Regions from separate parts of the Mus musculus genome. Here regions 2 and 3 are each linked to region 1. Evidence: chromatin contacts called from public HiChIP or PLAC-seq and promoter capture Hi-C data. All regions are on one chromosome and are shown on one strand. Each heading gives the region's core, a stretch centred on a gene start, on an enhancer-like site or on the middle of the called end of the contact. The rest is flanking DNA. Distances are from core to core; before and after follow the strand shown. Region 1 holds the start of Rasa1 (RAS p21 protein activator 1). Region 2 has its middle 87 kb from the start of Rasa1. Region 3 has its middle 70 kb from the start of Rasa1.

The links. Promoter capture Hi-C pulls out the DNA fragments that hold promoters and counts their contacts. HiChIP or PLAC-seq counts read pairs in DNA pulled down with a chosen protein or histone mark.
Region 2: an H3K4me3 HiChIP or PLAC-seq map of bone marrow-derived macrophages shows a contact between it and region 1, with 2.8 times the contacts expected there. The contact joins the enhancer-like site here to the promoter of Rasa1 in region 1. A contact is called at or near these places in 1 of 39 promoter capture datasets (macrophages), 2 of 484 Hi-C or Micro-C datasets (CD4 T cells and Th17 cells), 2 of 115 datasets of contacts at active chromatin or transcription factors (CD8 T cells and bone marrow-derived macrophages) and 2 of 9 other capture datasets (adipose tissue and pancreatic islet).
Region 3: a contact with region 1 is called in a promoter capture Hi-C map of macrophages, with 5 read pairs. The contact joins the enhancer-like site here to the promoter of Rasa1 in region 1. A contact is called at or near these places in 1 of 39 promoter capture datasets (macrophages), 7 of 484 Hi-C or Micro-C datasets (CD8 T cells, Th17 cells, cortical neurons and 4 more), 2 of 115 datasets of contacts at active chromatin or transcription factors (CD8 T cells and bone marrow-derived macrophages) and 1 of 9 other capture datasets (adipose tissue).

What each region holds. Positions count from the first base shown.
Region 1 is chr13:85,288,146-85,290,911 of GRCm38.p6, reverse strand. Rasa1 (RAS p21 protein activator 1) reads left to right here and starts at 1,426. Exons shown (of 25, transcript NM_145452.3): 1 at 1,426-2,516. The coding sequence starts at 2,005.
Region 2 is chr13:85,375,379-85,378,144 of GRCm38.p6, reverse strand. No RefSeq gene overlaps it. Among named protein-coding and RNA genes, the nearest start is that of Rasa1, 87 kb to the right of the region's middle. Within about 2 kb of position 1,339, at least 21 of the 459 cell types and tissues checked have an H3K27ac peak or open chromatin away from gene starts, as enhancers often do. A contact at or near this core is called in bone marrow-derived macrophages, where this site is marked.
Region 3 is chr13:85,358,449-85,361,214 of GRCm38.p6, reverse strand. No RefSeq gene overlaps it. Among named protein-coding and RNA genes, the nearest start is that of Rasa1, 70 kb to the right of the region's middle. Within about 2 kb of position 1,419, at least 41 of the 459 cell types and tissues checked have an H3K27ac peak or open chromatin away from gene starts, as enhancers often do. A contact at or near this core is called in CD8 T cells, bone marrow-derived macrophages, embryonic fibroblasts and 1 more, where this site is marked.

The sequences.
Region 1 (2,766 bases), core at 177-2,676:
TACTTTCACTTTCTCAGCTGACACTTTGCACAAGAGGCAAGCACTACTACTGTTGAAATCAGTTTGATTGTTATAGATTGGGTATACAGGAATATGGAAATGTCCTGTCTGTACTTTGTCATTTCCCTTAATGGTACTCCTTCCCTCTTTCCCTGGTATTCTATCTCAGCCTCTTGCTATTCTCAGCAAGTTAGCTTGGTCAAACTTAATAGAGAAAGTATTATCAATAATCAGTTGCATTCAATGTGACACTTTCCAGGGAGAACAGAAAAGCTAGTACAGTACATGAACCCTAAAGGGCAAATTTCTAACACGGATAAATTTCAAGCAACCAGCATGATCTCTCTATATGAATGGCTGCTTATATACTATCTGCTTTCATATTAGCAAACTATAGATTCAAGGGTGCCACATACAAAAATATCTGGAAAAAATTCCACCTGCATAAATTTTTGTCATTATTCTAATAATAACAAAATAAATGATATTTAGATTATATTAAGAGTTGTGGATAAGCTAGAGATGATTTACTGTGTAAATGGGAAAATGTGCCCAAATTATTTAAGATAATAATTTTGTAACTCAACAGGCCCCTGGAACCTATCCCCAGGGAACATGAAAAGATAATTCTAACAGTTGAGTATGTGTTTATGAATTTATATATACACACAAGTACGGGAAATAAAACTTTTTCCTAGGGTTCATAAAGGGTGACATTGATCTGTCAAAGTTTAGACATGTAGTGTGTCTTTGGTATGTGTTGCAGATTTTTGCATACAAACTAGGACAAAATATATTGGTTTATGACTTCGGTGGCACTTTTCCTCTAAATACTACATTCCTTCTCTGACAGCCAAACATGTGAGGGAGACATTCGGTGAAGAGAACTTATGTATATAATGGTAGCATTGACTTCTACCTTCATACTCTCCATGGCTTCTTTCAACCGTTGTTTTCTCAGGTCCAAGGATCTAGGCTTAAATTATTTCACCTAAGTTATACGGTGATTTATAGCATGCGACGGAAAGGAATAAACTATGAATACTGTTTTGATTTTTGTTGCCGACTGTACGGGCAGCTAAGGCCATTTTTCTACAAGTTACAAAGCAGTGAATGGACTTCCTGGCGTCATCCTTTCCTTCTCATCGCCCCCTCGTCCCTCCAGTCCCTCGGGCCTGGAGATGAGCTATCTTCCTTCTCTCCCTGTAAACAAAGCCGTGAGAGGTAGGCCTGCACCGAGCCCGGTGGCGTGGAGGGACGGCCGCACCACACGTCCCGCACCCTTCAGTGGGAAGCTGTGCCACGCCTCCGCGCGCGCCCGCCGCTTCCTGCCCAGGCTGCTTTTCCTTCTCCTCTGTCCGGACGCGCTCCCGGAAGGCGCCTGCGCAGAAGCCCCCGCTCCGCCCCTCCCTTCTTCCCGGCCCCGCCCTTCTTTCTCTCCCGGGTTTCGCTCCGGAGAGCCGCAGGTAGCCCGCAGCGGAGTCGGGCTCTGCGGGCCCGCCCCCTTCCTCGGCCCCGCCCACTGCTCCCGACTCCAGCCGGCGGAGATGAGGCTACGGTGGCTCTGGCATAGGCAGCCCCACTGGTGGCTGCGGTGGGGGCGGCCGGAACCCGGGCGTTGAGGCGCGGCGGCGGCGGCGGCCGAGGCGGCGCTGCCTCAGCCGCTGCAGCGGGCTTCCCTTCCTCTTTAGCGTAGCCAGGAAGTTTGGCGCCCCTGTGCATGTGTGCGCGTGAGTGTGGGTGTGCGCGGCGAGGTTTGCCTAGCGTTTCTGCAGGCGCTGGGTTTTTTGCCCGCGTCGCTTCCCGTAAGCCAGCCAGCAGCCGCGGAGCTTGGGGCTGTGGCCCGGGGAGGGGGCGCGGCGGCGGGCGCTCTCCTTTTGTTGTTGTTTCCTCTGCCTGGAGAGCTGAAGGGGGACGCGCCTGGGTGGGGCGGCTCGCAGCCCGGGCCTGCTGGCCCCCGGGGCTCCCGGGCGGCAGGGTAGCTAGAGGAGAGCGGGCTTCAACATGATGGCGGCCGAGGCGGGCAGTGAGGAAGGCGGCCCTGCGACGGCGGGCCCCGGCGGCGGCGCGGCCACGGGCTCCAGCGCCTACTCGGCAGCGTGCCGGGTCAAGTTACCCGCGGCCCTGCCGGTGGCAGCCGCCCCGTGTCCCGGGCTGGCGGACGCCGACTTGGTTGCGGCCCTCGGTGGCGGAGCCGCGTCGGGGTCCGGGTTCCTGGGGACCGGGCCGGTGGCCGGTGTCTTGGGGGGCGCCGCGCTGACCGGCAGTGCTGCTGCTGGCGTGGCTGGTGCTGCGGCCGCCGGACCTGCGGGAGACGTCGCTTTCACCAAGGGGACTCTGTCTTTGCCTGCTGAGACGCTCGGGCCGGGCGGCGGATTCCCTCCTCTGCCGCCGCCTCCTCAGCTGCCCCCTTTGGGCTCCGGTTTGGGGACCGTGGATGAAGGTGACTCCCTGGATGGACCAGAATACGAAGAGGAAGAGGTGGCCATACCGCTGACCGCACCTCCCACTAACCAGTAAGTCAAACTGCTGTTGAGGGATTGTGGAAGCTGGCTCCGTGTAAGAAGTGGGAAAGAAGGGGCAACGACACATACCGTGCTCCTGCCGCTGTGATTTGTTTGACAAGTTTTGAAGTTTCAGGTTCCATATATAGGGATTTAATTTGATCAGTCATTTTCCCCTACAGGCACTCTTCCTGGCGTCTTCGTATGTTTATTGCTCTTTTGGGAAGACGTAAAAGTTTTTAAGATGGGAAGCATGGGAAAC
Region 2 (2,766 bases), core at 90-2,589, 87 kb before region 1:
TACAGGGCTTCAAAAACTGTCCTGAGTCCCCAGGAGCATTGTACAGCTGTAAAAACTAGGTGCAATGTGAATTTTTCTCAACAGTTACACAATTCAGAAAAGTACAGAATAACACAATGTGCCTTTTTGAGATGCATATACATGTAAATAATGTGAATGGTAAATGCAATTTCTGGACTCAGGAGAAGGAGAGAATGGGTTGGCCATAATCAGGCATCCAATTATAATTTATCAAATCTTATCCTGTAAGGTAGATGATGTAAGTTTTCATTTTCTCAATAAATGTTTTCTAAGTCTGAAATAACTCAGAAAATAAAAATGATAAGAGAAGGAAGCGAAGACAAGTGTTTTGATCTTAGGACAGAACTCATTCCAGTCTGATATCTGCTATTCACTCTACTCAATGCAGAGAACTGGACCTGATAGCTTTACTTTCCTAAACCTCAGTTCCTTGTCTGCATAATAGGGATGATGGCAATCTGGTTTAGCATTGTCAACAGCTAACACACAGGATGTTCTCAATGTGTTTTATATCATTCATGAAATATTAATAGTCATAAACATTAATTATTTATATATAGGTGTATATATAAATGCATTGCAAATGTGTGCATGTGCAGAGAGGATTCATGCACCGCAGTACCTTGGAGCACAGTATTTGCATTCTTATGATACCTTCACCCTTTTTCATATATAATCTTTTTATTTTGTACATGCTATTTTAATTTTAAGCATGGAAGAAAAAATTTTTCAGATAATCAACAGAACAGCTGCTAGGGGAAAAAATAGAAATAAAATAACTCAATGATTGAAGATTGAAGCTTAAAAGAATAGTTTTACAGTTAACAGCTGTGGGTCCCCAAAATAAGTATCTGATAACCACATGATTACAGGGGGGAAAGGAGGCTTCTCATACTGAAAATTTGTAGCTGGAGAGCTAAGAGCTGTTGGAAAATAATGACAAAATGTTAGTGTTGATGATTTTTCATAGAGAAAATAGATTACATGAAGAGAAACAGAGAATGTGATAATAGTGCCACTTAAAAAGGTTAAATTCATGTCAAGGCATGAGTGAGAACTGTGAAATATACATTAGACTCCATTTTAAGTTTTTGAAACCAGATTTGAATAAGGAACACTAAATATAGGTCATGAGAATGTCAATCACAACTTTTGTCCCTAACCATCTCCTCTTGTTCTTGTTCTTGTTCTCTGATCTTGAGGCACACACACAACTCATTGACATGTTGCTTCTGTTTTCCCTGGAGAGATGGACCACATGAAGTAGAGGAATCCAGATACCATTCTGGAATGTCATACCTCTTGTGAAATAGTGGCAAGCTTTTGCCCCTGGAAGCTCTTATTCTGTTATAAGGTAGGAATTTATGTAAGATACAACCTGACTCATACTCATATATCATTGAGAAAATATCCAAAACACCATCCAAATGCAAGATGCTAACCTCAGGAAACACTATGAACTGGAAAGCAAAAGGACTAATTTCTAAATAGTTCTCCCAGGAAGCAAAACAAACGCTCAGTCTGTTTGACTTCCTGTTTCTGTGCCTCCCACATAAAGTTTAGGCAGATGAATTAGAAAATTTCTCTGTTGACTTCCTTAGCTAGTACATACTTCCAGGCACCTGTGGGTTGCGTAAGTCTTAATTTGTTCACTTAACAAATACTATTTCAGTCTTGTTTGAACATTTTACTTGCTAGGCTTCTTAAGAGCGATTCATTACAGGAACAACAAGATTGCTTTCCAGAGATTAGCAATTCATATGAGGAAGAAGGAGAGTGACAGAGGAGGTAGTAGATCACATACAAAACATTTTGAAAAAAAAGAAAAGAAAAAAACTAAAATTCACTATTATAGCCCAAGATCAGAAGAGCCATGGGAAAAGGAATAGAAGAAGTACAGGGGACAGAAGGCTTCAAGGATTGTTATTTGGGAAGTAGGAAGCTCGTTACATCCTATAATGATAGGGTCTTGTCTAGAAAAGAAGATAGGTTTTGAGCAAAGACTTAAGAGGATGAGATAATTGCCTCCATAATTATCTTGTGAGCAGTCTTCTGTGAGAGGGAAATCTAGTTCCAAAGCCCCAAGGTACAGCTTTCCTGGCATGTTTGGAAACATGAGAGAGATGTTTATGATTGAAAAAGATGAGTCAGAATCATCCAGAAAGGAGGCACTCAGAAAACACGATCTTTCTTAAAACTCTCTACCTAAATCTATGACTTGTATTTCAGTAAGTTCAAGAATAAATTTCTGCTGTATATTATTTTTGTGTTTTATCTTGTCCCTCTTTCTCTTCCCACCCACCCTTCATAAGAGAAAGGGAGACTGATTTTCATGTTTGTGTGTGAATGGCCACTGGATGCCATGGCACACATGTGGAGGACAGAATTTGGATAGAAGTCCTTGTCTTTGACATTGTTTGAGAAACGCTTTCCATAATCCAGACGACCTGATCCAAGAGTTCCCACCAGTCTCAGAATCTGTACAGGACACACCAAGACCAAGTTCTTAGCACACAGGTGGATGTATTTTCCTCAGAGGGACAAAGACAGGGGAAAGAAGACAAAGGAGAGAGAAGAAAAGAGACAAGGGATAAACAGAAGGATTTTTTTTTTTTTGTATATAGATCTCTCTCACCATCTGCAAGTCATCAAGCCTGGTTCTGGGAAAATCACTTCCCTTGATTGTCATCTTGTATTAGGGAACCACTGTGGTGATAATTCTAGTTTTTAAACTAATTTTATGTA
Region 3 (2,766 bases), core at 170-2,669, 70 kb before region 1:
TTAATGTCTGGTCATGTTAACTTTAATGAACTTGACTTCTATCCACTGTAATATAACAATTCTATTTACATTTGTGAAGATTATATAAATTGTTTAAATAAATCCTGTATTAGGGCACTTGTCTTGCAGCAAGTTCCCATGGGTGCCTGTTCTTGGATGACTATTCTCTTTATTGCTCCTGTTTGGAATTGTCCTCATCACTTCTCATCAAAACCAATTCTCAGACCTTTACATTGGCAAATCTAGTATGGTGCACTAACAGGTACCTTGGACACATTTTATAAATGTATTATTTAGAAAAAAAATAAAGGCAGTTACTGTGACATTGTAATACTATGTTCCAAGTATAGTTTATATTGTATTTTCCAGAACTGTTTGTTGTCAAGAAAGTAAAAAAGCAAGCTGAAGATTTCTAAAGTCTAATAGGATTTTTCAAAAATAGTTACCTTTTCCCCTCAGCTCCCTAGACGATACTCCACTTCAGATTTCTAAATAAAAGAGAGTTATTGTGAGGAGGAGAATGCACGCAGTGCTCTCAGTTATGAGCTACCCTTGGGCACATTTCCTCATCTCTTACTGCCTCTGAGCTCAGTAGGTCTCAAGCTATCACTTTCACATTTATTTCCCTCTAAGATAATAACTTTCTATCCCTCTTCCCCCCCCCCATAGCACCTGTATTTAACTAGTCTCCTTCCCTACATCTAAAAAGTCCTATCATGATTATGTGGGGAAGATCAATCACTCATTGAACAATCTAACATATTTTCCAGCATAAAATATGAAGCAACAGCACTAATTTGTAACACATGAGAGTAAATGATGTAGAAATGAAGCCATGCAACTGGATCTTTTAGCTGTTGTTTATTCAGAGTGTATGATGTATGGCTGAAGGAAGAGGCAATTCTTTGATCCTCTTGTTTTATGTTATAACAATGCCTTAAGGAATACTAACTCTCAAAATGGGCTATTATCTGTCATCTCTAAAATCTGCATTTCAGTGGCGAGTACAGTCCTGTAGTTATGAAACAAATCATAATGAAATGTTATCATCTTTCCAGCAGCCTGTGAAACATACTCCAAGGTCCAGTGACAGCAAATGTATTTTAGAAAATTATTTTATATGCGTATGATTATGTATTTTTAATTAATGGAACTTACATGAAATCAAAAATGGATACCTTATAGGAACTAGTAACAGTGGTGTTTGAATTACGTTTTTTTCAGAAAGGAATATAAATTTTCAAATCTTTTTGCTAAATTTTAGTATTGGGCACAAGAATATTCAGTTTTATCCTCTGATACTGATTTCAACACAAGTAGCTATGACTAGTAGAAATCTGGGAGATGGTCCAACTCATATCTTTACTGAAATACAGATGGTGAAAACTTCAGTCACTCACCAAGGTTCATCAAACCAGGTGGGGGAGATCCAGAGCTAGAGTCCTAAAGTCCTGGTTTCCAGAGCAGTGCTTGCTCAGTTCTTGAACCCATGTGAGCATTGTTTTGGAATCCATGCTTTCCCCCCACCCCCTTGTTCCTACGTTTCTTTATATGAGACAGAAACAGTCACAGTTCCCTCCAGGGCACAAGGAACACACACCATACCTTAAAGTGGAAGTCTCAAAGAAATGAATTATAATAAGATGGACATCATAAGATAGGAACAAACTTTGAGGACCCAGGCAATCTTGTCCTATTCAGTGAACATAAGAAAATATACACAAATTCTAAAATGTCTTGGGTTTCAGAGAACGCTCTATCAGTGAGTCATACCTTCAAAATAATGATGGCTAAGGAAGTGACTGATGATGCGTGGGTGAGAGGCTTTTTTTTTTAGAAGTCACATGAGAAAAAAATAGTTTAGCATGTGCAGGTCTGAAACATTCTTCCTTCCCCCGCTCTGACCAGGGCTTCCGCAAATGCTCAGACTGTCACTGACTAACTCAGATCCACTTTGCTTTCTGCTCTCTTACTTCAGACATTCTTGAGCTCAGGAAACAGTGTTCTTTTCTTTGAATAATCCACATTCCTTCACACCTCTCTTACGTTATCGTTGGTTTGTCATTGACTGAAAACAACATTTCATTTATCTTCACTTGCAATAATTCTTGATATCTTCCAAACAACTGATCTAATATCACCTCCTCCTTGAAGGCCTCACATATCTCCATACTTATATCAGTGCCTACATGCCATAGTGCCTTCATTGTGTATCTTGTCGAAATGAATGTAATATACCTTGTCCTGTAAAGTATTCCTCTCATAACTAATAATTAAAATCTATGTAAAACTTAAAAAAATTACTTTATTTTCATATATAATGTAATGTTAAGTTTCAGAAAATCTAGAGTTTTACAGACACACACACACTACCACCACCACCTCCACACCCTGGGCTTTCAGAAACCATATATAGTATAAACCCTTAGATTACATTCCATTTAAGAAAAACCACTGTGACATGGGTGTTTAGATATAAGTAATCTCTTTGGCAAGCTAAGTATGAGGAAATGAGTTAATAAAGGAAGAGAATAAAAAAGGGTACTTAATAATTGATTCCTGCTGTGGAAACACACTCAGTCCTGTTGAGAACTCTCTGGAAAACCATGTAGAAGGTATCTGTGAATGTCACATTGCAATGAAGAGGCAGGGGTATTATAAATCTGTCCACCCTTCATGTTGAGGGCTGCTCCAGAGAGTAGGATGGAAGACTGACTAGAAGTCACTCTTGCCTTGACTTTGTGAAGACACAGCTATCCTCTATGT